2 separate regions of the Mus musculus genome follow, and region 1 is linked to region 2. The links are chromatin contacts, called in public HiCAR-type maps. All regions are on one chromosome and are shown on one strand. Each heading gives the region's core, a stretch centred on a gene start, on an enhancer-like site or on the middle of the called end of the contact. The rest is flanking DNA. Distances are from core to core; before and after follow the strand shown. Region 1 has its middle 37 kb from the start of Gm40577. Region 2 has its middle 7.3 kb from the start of Gm22205.

Region 1 (3,310 bases), core at 318-2,817, 690 kb after region 2:
ACCTCGCTGCTTCGGGCTTCTCACCTGTACAATGCCGGCAGCAGCTGCCTCGGTGTTTGAGGGTTGAAGTTAATGTATGCAAAACATGGAGCTTGTGAACTCGGAGATAATAACACCCCAGTGCCAGCTGTTTTTATTATTTGCTTAATTTTCTACATATAAACATGTCACTGCACAGCTCCAGGGGTACCGCAGTGCCAGCTAGACTCCAATGGAGAGGAGATTAAGCCAACACTCACACCCGATTAATCCGAGGCGGTTGGGAGCAGTGATTAATTCAGAGCAGTTGGGACGATGCTGTGTGAGCACACTAAGCAGAGCCTTGTTGAAGGTTTTGATCATTTTCTTAAGAGCATGCGAGGCATGGCACTGAACGGCCTCAAGCAGGGTGGTGGTCAGAGTCCGCTGGGTTGAAACTCCATGTCTACACTGTGTGCTGAGGACTGGAGTCTTCCCATAAGACCGCGGCGGGTATAGAACCAGACAGAAGCTGGCCGCCCTAGAAAAGCACCTCGCCCTCACCCTGCTCAAACCCCAGCAACTCAGGACCTTCAGGAAGTGGACTCCCCACCCTGCCACATACTTGGAGAGAAAAATTGGTCGGGGGTATAGCCGGGCTAAATCTGAAGTGACTAGAGGGGGACACCCCAGAAAGTCTCAGAGGCCATGCCTTCTGGTGGGCCCACCACTCCACACAGAGACATCCCATGGATGGATGGACACCAGGGGTTCTCGGGTGGCCTAGCTGTGGGGTCCCTGAAGGCAGACAGCCCCCACACGTGAGTGCCCTACCCGGGCCCAGGTCCTTGGTCATCTCTGGAACTCTGACAGGCCTTAAAGGAGTCGTGGGATCCTTCTCTCTCTTCTGCAGTCAGATCTCTGTCCCTTCCTGACTGTCCCTTCATGTTCCCCAGTCCCCCATCCAGGCATCTCTGTCCCTGCATGATGTCCCACCCATGATGTCTCTTTTCAGACTGTGTACCCTAGAAGGCAGAGATTGCCCTGAGCTGGGAGGTAACAGTACTTGGGCTTAATAGACACTCAATAAATATTTGGGGAAGTGGATTTGTGCAGGGAACAGAGTTGAGAAGAGAAAGCAGAGGCGAGTGGGTCTCAGCTCTTCTCTCCGAGCCCCTGACGCTGTGTTATGATGTAGCCTGCTTCACTTCACGCGATGGTCTCTGCAGGAGTCAGAGACCATCCCAGGACCTAGCTTGATGTCCCCAGGTAGGTTAACACTTTTTAGTGGATCCCTAAGAGCCTGACATCTGAGTGATCCCCAATTCTCCAAGACTCCCTTCCTTTGACTAGAACTAAGCATTAAGTACTTCCAGGCAGGGTGTCACATACAGAAGTGCTCAGTGCATGCATTCTCTTGCCATTTGCCCTTCAGACTGGGGATGATAGCATCAGGTGGGGGCCTGACCATGTCCTCCCTCAGCTCCCTGCTCTGTGGGCTGTGTGACTTGGTACTTCGGGCTGGCCAGCGTGGGAGGGGTTGGGGATAAAGCACCTCCTAAGGAAGGCCATCTGACAGCTCCAGGACCGTGGTGACAAGTTAATGAGTTCCACTGCGGTTACCCAAGGCACACGTCTGGGCCACGAGGCCGGCTGTCTGCCGTGTTGACCTTTAAAGGTGAGCATTTAACGCCCACGATCACTCACCTCTGATCGAATGTTCTGAAGATGAAGCCTGTCGGCGGGGAAAGTGATCACTCTGCCTCCCGCCCCCACACGACACTGTCCTCCCTTCTGAGTCATCGCACAGCTTTGCAAGACTGGTTCCCTCCGGCTCTGGCTGGAAAAACAGTACTTCCTGCCCTGCCTGCTGTTGACTGCCAGCCCAAGGCCCCTTCACCCCCAGCCCTCTTTCCACATAACTCTTTGATCCCAATCCATTCTTAAGCTCCTTGTCCACCCATCTCTGCAGTCGCTGATCAGGGAGGATCACCCCCCGCGCCCCAGGGGGAGACTCACTACAGAGAACAGGAGCTAAGCTAATCCAAGCTCACAAGGCGCCTATGGGTGTCATTTTATTCAGTAGGAAGCCCAGCAGCAGAGTAGGTTCCAAGGTGGGCTGACTCAACAGCTCTTTGTTGACCCCAAAGGTTGGCCTCTGGCCCCCTATACCTGTCTGCAATGTGTCCCCCACCACAGTTTGTTCCCAAAAGTGCATATTGCCTGTCTGTCCACGGAAACAAATCAACAGCCATTATGGATATTCGAAACATGATACATAGAACTGGCATATAAGCCAGCAACCCAAAGGAAATGAATACACGACACCAAAAAGACACCTACACGCCTCTGTACAACAGAGACCATTACAGAAAACCACAGCTGCTCAGAATGCAGAGAACAAGCCAGCAGGGCACTGCCCCGGTTGGTACATCAGCACTACAGTTCCTTCACCTAAGGCTTGGGGAAACTTTACAAAAGAGAGAACAGAAAGATTGCAGTTTTCCAGAAGACCAGAAAGTCAGCTGTGAGATTGTGTCCACTAGAAATAACAAAGTTTACTCATGATACCTCAACAATATGGCTGCCCTGGATAAGTACAGGAAGAGGGAAATCTCACAGGGCTGCACCCCTACACAGAGCGCCAAGGGTTCAGGAATGAGGCCCAACTGGTTATCCAATACCAAGTGGTCAGCCCTGAAATTGAACATACACTAAAGGGTGTGTGTGTGTGTGTGTGTGTGTGTGTGTGTGTGTGTGTGTGTGTATAAGGGGGTAGGAATGACAATTAAAGGAGAAGAGACCATGAATTTGACAAGGAACAAGGAAGGGGACATGGGAGGGACTGGAGAGAGCAAGAGGAAGGGTAGAAATAATGTAATTATATTCTAATCTTAAAAATAATTAAATCATGTATTAGAAAAACAGGACACCTACCTGCACTCCCATGTTTGTTGTAGAAGTACCCACCCCAAGTAACCAGTGCTCAGACATGGAAAACATGGCGGACCTACCCAGGAGACTATTCCTCGGCTCTAAAAGGGATGAAATTGGGGCTGGAGATATGGCTCAGCAGTTAAGAGCACTGACTGCTCTTCCAGAGGTCCTGAGTTCAATTCCCAGGAACCACATGGTGGCTCACAACCATCTGTAATGGGATCTGATGCCCTCTTCTGGTGTGTCTGAAGACAACAACTATGTACTCGTATAAATAAAATAAATAAATAATTTAAAATTTAAAAAAGAGAGAGAGAGAATAGACCTCGAAATGACTAGAAAAGCAGCTGTGTGATTTCCAGTACATAAAAGGATTACAGGTTGAAGATATGCCAGTGGCCCCAACTTGATCATG
Region 2 (3,773 bases), core at 238-2,737:
AATGTTGGAGATTATCCCCATGAGATGAGAACGCTGGCCATGAAAATTAAGATTTATGGGCAACTCAAATTTTTCCTCTTAATCCCATTTAACACAAAAAGATTTAATCTGTTGCCTTTGTATGTAAGGAACCCTGCCCCAAACCACATTAAATACTCATTCTTTTTCATTTATTTTGTACTTCGATGAGTTTACAAAACTGTCCTTATCATTATTTTTTAGTAAACCAATCTTTTAAAAAGTAAGTTGGAAATAGACCAGGTAAGGTCAAAATTTAAATATTTTGCGATAAGTAGTCCTTAGCCACTGATGTCTACCGAAGGAACTTAGTCCCTCCTGCCTTTGTTTTACTAGAATAAGGTGCACATGGCCACTCTCTAAGGTGTATTTATATTCTCCCATGGCACTAAATGAGTTATTGTTGCCTATCTAGGGCACAAATTCCTACTTGTTAGCATGTTGATTAGTCAGCTCAAATACTCCATGAGTTTTATTTTCTGGTACTCAGTATCTGAGAATGGTAAAATATTTGATATAAAAGTATCCATTTCTACTAATAGCTATTGCCTTTTATCCTCGTCAGCCTTGTGTCAAATATGGAGTTCATAGAGGAAGCTGACCCTGGAACTCTATGGGAATAGATAAAACCATTTAGCAGGACAAGTGCATGTGTGGCCCAGAAATAAGGAGTTGGTGCTCTCTGCTCAATTTGAACTTTTGGATGCTTTATGAGAGGTTTTGCTACTATGCTGTGAGGTCTTTCACAACTTCAGCTTACTGCCAGGAGCCCATGACGTCATGAAAACATGGAGGTCACTGCCAGGCGCAGGCCAGTAATGCACTAATGACTAAGTTACACAGCGAATCACTACATGGGGAGTCTGTGAGTGGATGCATGAGAAAGCAGGCCAGCATGGCAGAAGTGAGCGATGAAAGACAAAGCTTTTGAGTGAATGACAAACATACCAGTGGGTCAGCCTTGAAGAAGTGAATGTGTACTCTTGAGTGTATCAGTCATTCTGTGAATTCCTGAATGGTTTTATGAATGGATGGATAAGTAGATCTTCATTTCTAATAAAGGAATAAAGGAAGTAATGAGTCAGCATTTGGGTCCGTTCATGAGAGGAGCCACTGTTGGCCCAGATGAATGGATGAATTAATGAATGGATAAATGACCTATTGACGGATGCTTGATGGACTGAAAAAAAAATGAAAGGAAGGAAATCACTATTACAACTGCATGTGTAACTGAACGAAATGATAAGTGAATAAGTGAATGAAAGGCCAATAGGCAGACGAATGAGCATCACATAATTAAGGAATAAAAGAATTGATTAGGTAGCAAATCTGTCAGCAAGTCTACAATTAAAGAGTAAATTGTATTCTTGTGAATGAGTGGCTGAACTAGTGAATGAGTTGGTGTATGAATGAGTGAGTCAGCTGTCTGGGTGTGAGACAGTGAATGAACTCACAGCTACTCCTCCTCTGTTCCAAGGAGAGTGGCCACACCCAGCTCCACACTAGTTGTAAATACTTGAGCTCCCTACCCTCTCTATCATGGGGATTTGTTTACATGTCAGCACTAAACTGAAGAGTCTTGAGGGCCAGGAACTGGGTCAAATTCTTCTCTCTGTCCTTAGCCCCTGCCCAGCCTCGAGCCTGGTAGGCGCCCAGTAAATTATTGCTGAATGAATGAGCAAATGACTAAAAATACATGTGCTTTTGTGGAACCAGTATGGCCTGGTAGCTGCTCTTTGGAGGAGTGTGCTGTATGTCAGATGGTCCGTGGCATCCTCCCTGCAAGACCAGACTCTTGCCAGGGCCAGGCTTCCCATGCCAGATAATGAGACAGGATACTGGCAGTTCTTACTGCCCGGGACACTGGCCCATCCTTGGGTAACTCTGGCTTGGCATGGTGGAATGGAAGCCCTGGGTCTTCCCGAAAGCTATCCTAGCCTCTGCCAAAATGGGAGATCAAAAATAACCAAAGCTTGTTTTTATGCCTCTGCTGAGTGGGCGCATGACATGCCTTTCCAAGCAAACCAAATTCCTCTGACTTCCAATTGTGGGACTGTGAGTTTAAGGAGAAGCACTGGCCCCTATTATGCCTCAGCTACAGGACAATGCTATCTTCCCGAAGGATTCATGATTTCTGCAGGAGCTTGGTATAGGATATGTGTGGTTTTCTTGTGTGCAGTATGACACCTGGGAAAGGAGATACCCTTAGAAAATTAAAAAGTACTGTTCTGTTCCCTATCCACCCATGGGGCTATATTTATTTGGTCAGTTCAGTTGTGTTTTTTTGAATCTATGAACCAAGTTCCAAGAGGGATAACACATATGGTGCGCCTATCCAGACAAAGCTCAACATGCCAGGGAACAGAAGATTTGAAAAGTATGTTGGCAACTACTTTATTCTACTTAGGGTAGTTGCCTAAGATCTCCCATCCATCCTTCCTTCTTCCCTTCTTCCCTGCCTCCCTCCTCTCTCTTCAGAATAGAGTATATGTCTAACAACATCATATGCCTGACACTGTCTTTTCTTCCTTGCCTTGGTGGTTCCTGACTGTGGACTTCACCCTCATTCCTTGTTCGCCGTCTTCCCTTCGAACTGAGTGATGATGTGGGAGATGGTTCTGCCACGAGGATTCATCTCAGTTCTCACCATCCATCCTCTTCATCTCAACTCAGGTAATTTCTTCCTTTCCTGACTCTCAAGTTGTGATTCATTGCATTTGGATGGTTCACCATCTGAGCATGCCTTAGCCCTCTAGGAGAAGAGCTCAGACTGTGTTTGTGGCAGTGACTCTTGAGTGTTGAGGCTTGGTAAGTAGTGAGAACCGTTGGCTAGACCTTAAGGCTTTTCTTTGAGGGTCATACATACATAGAGGAGATGAGAGTTAAGTTCCTCCTCATTACCCAGATTTGCTGCTCAGCAAAGCAACCATTCTTATAGCATTCAACAGCATCAAAGAAGCCATAGTTTCTCTTGGTATTACTATTCTGTCATCACTACTGCCACCGTCATCACCAGTACCATTATCACCTCCATGAACCTGACCATCACCACCACCACTACAACCTTCATGACCATCAATCACCTCAACCACCAATACTGTCACCCTCAGGAGCACTCTTCACTACCATCACTAATAAACCACCACTACCACGATGACCACTACTATCAACAGCAAGAACAGAGGTACCACCCATACAACCACCACAATCATCATGGCTACCATAAAATAATCATGGCCATCACCAACAGCAACAGCACCACCCACAACAGCAAAAAATGGTCACCACTAACAATAACAACAACATCACCATTCACCATTATTAATATGACCGCTGTCACTAGCAGCAAGACTGTTCCCTTCTCTTTTCCTGAGATGCATCAACCATACTCTGGCTTTTACTTAGCCTTGGATTTGACACATATTCAGAGACTCCACTTTGGTTTTGCATGCCTTACATCGCTCCAAGCAGCCCCTGCTATCCATGGGTGAGATGCTTGGATTCAATGGCCTCTGGCCTCTGCTGCCCTGGACAGAAGTCTGCACAAAATTTGAGCATGGAAATTGTTGGGGAAAGGTAAAGATGAACAAGGGCCAACACACACAGTTGTATGTCCATCCTAAGTTCAGAGTACGTGTCTGGCTCATGTCATGCATCCCCCAAGCAGAGATGGTTCCTTGCTCACTGCTGAGACCTTCCAGCTCTACCCTGCTTTTGCCTGTGCCTCGTTAGGAGATATGTAACCCTAATCCTTG

What was found. HiCAR-type assays count read pairs that join an accessible place to other places.
Region 1: a HiCAR-type map of fibro-adipogenic progenitors shows a contact between it and region 2, with 11 times the contacts expected there. The contact joins two enhancer-like sites. A contact is called at or near these places in 2 of 39 promoter capture datasets (the HPC-7 cell line and cranial neural crest), 4 of 484 Hi-C or Micro-C datasets (adipose-derived mesenchymal stem cells, cerebral cortex, cortical neurons and 1 more), 4 of 115 datasets of contacts at active chromatin or transcription factors (the NIH/3T3 cell line, SST interneurons, embryonic basal ganglia and 1 more) and 1 of 9 other capture datasets (embryonic stem cells).

Annotation. Positions count from the first base shown.
Region 1 is chr12:110,379,759-110,383,068 of GRCm38.p6, forward strand. No RefSeq gene overlaps it. Among named protein-coding and RNA genes, the nearest start is that of Gm40577, 37 kb to the right of the region's middle. Within about 2 kb of position 1,568, at least 91 of the 459 cell types and tissues checked have an H3K27ac peak or open chromatin away from gene starts, as enhancers often do. A contact at or near this core is called in adipose-derived mesenchymal stem cells and fibro-adipogenic progenitors, where this site is marked.
Region 2 is chr12:109,693,439-109,697,211 of GRCm38.p6, forward strand. No RefSeq gene overlaps it. Among named protein-coding and RNA genes, the nearest start is that of Gm22205, 7.3 kb to the left of the region's middle. Within about 2 kb of position 1,488, at least 13 of the 459 cell types and tissues checked have an H3K27ac peak or open chromatin away from gene starts, as enhancers often do. A contact at or near this core is called in adipose-derived mesenchymal stem cells and fibro-adipogenic progenitors, where this site is marked.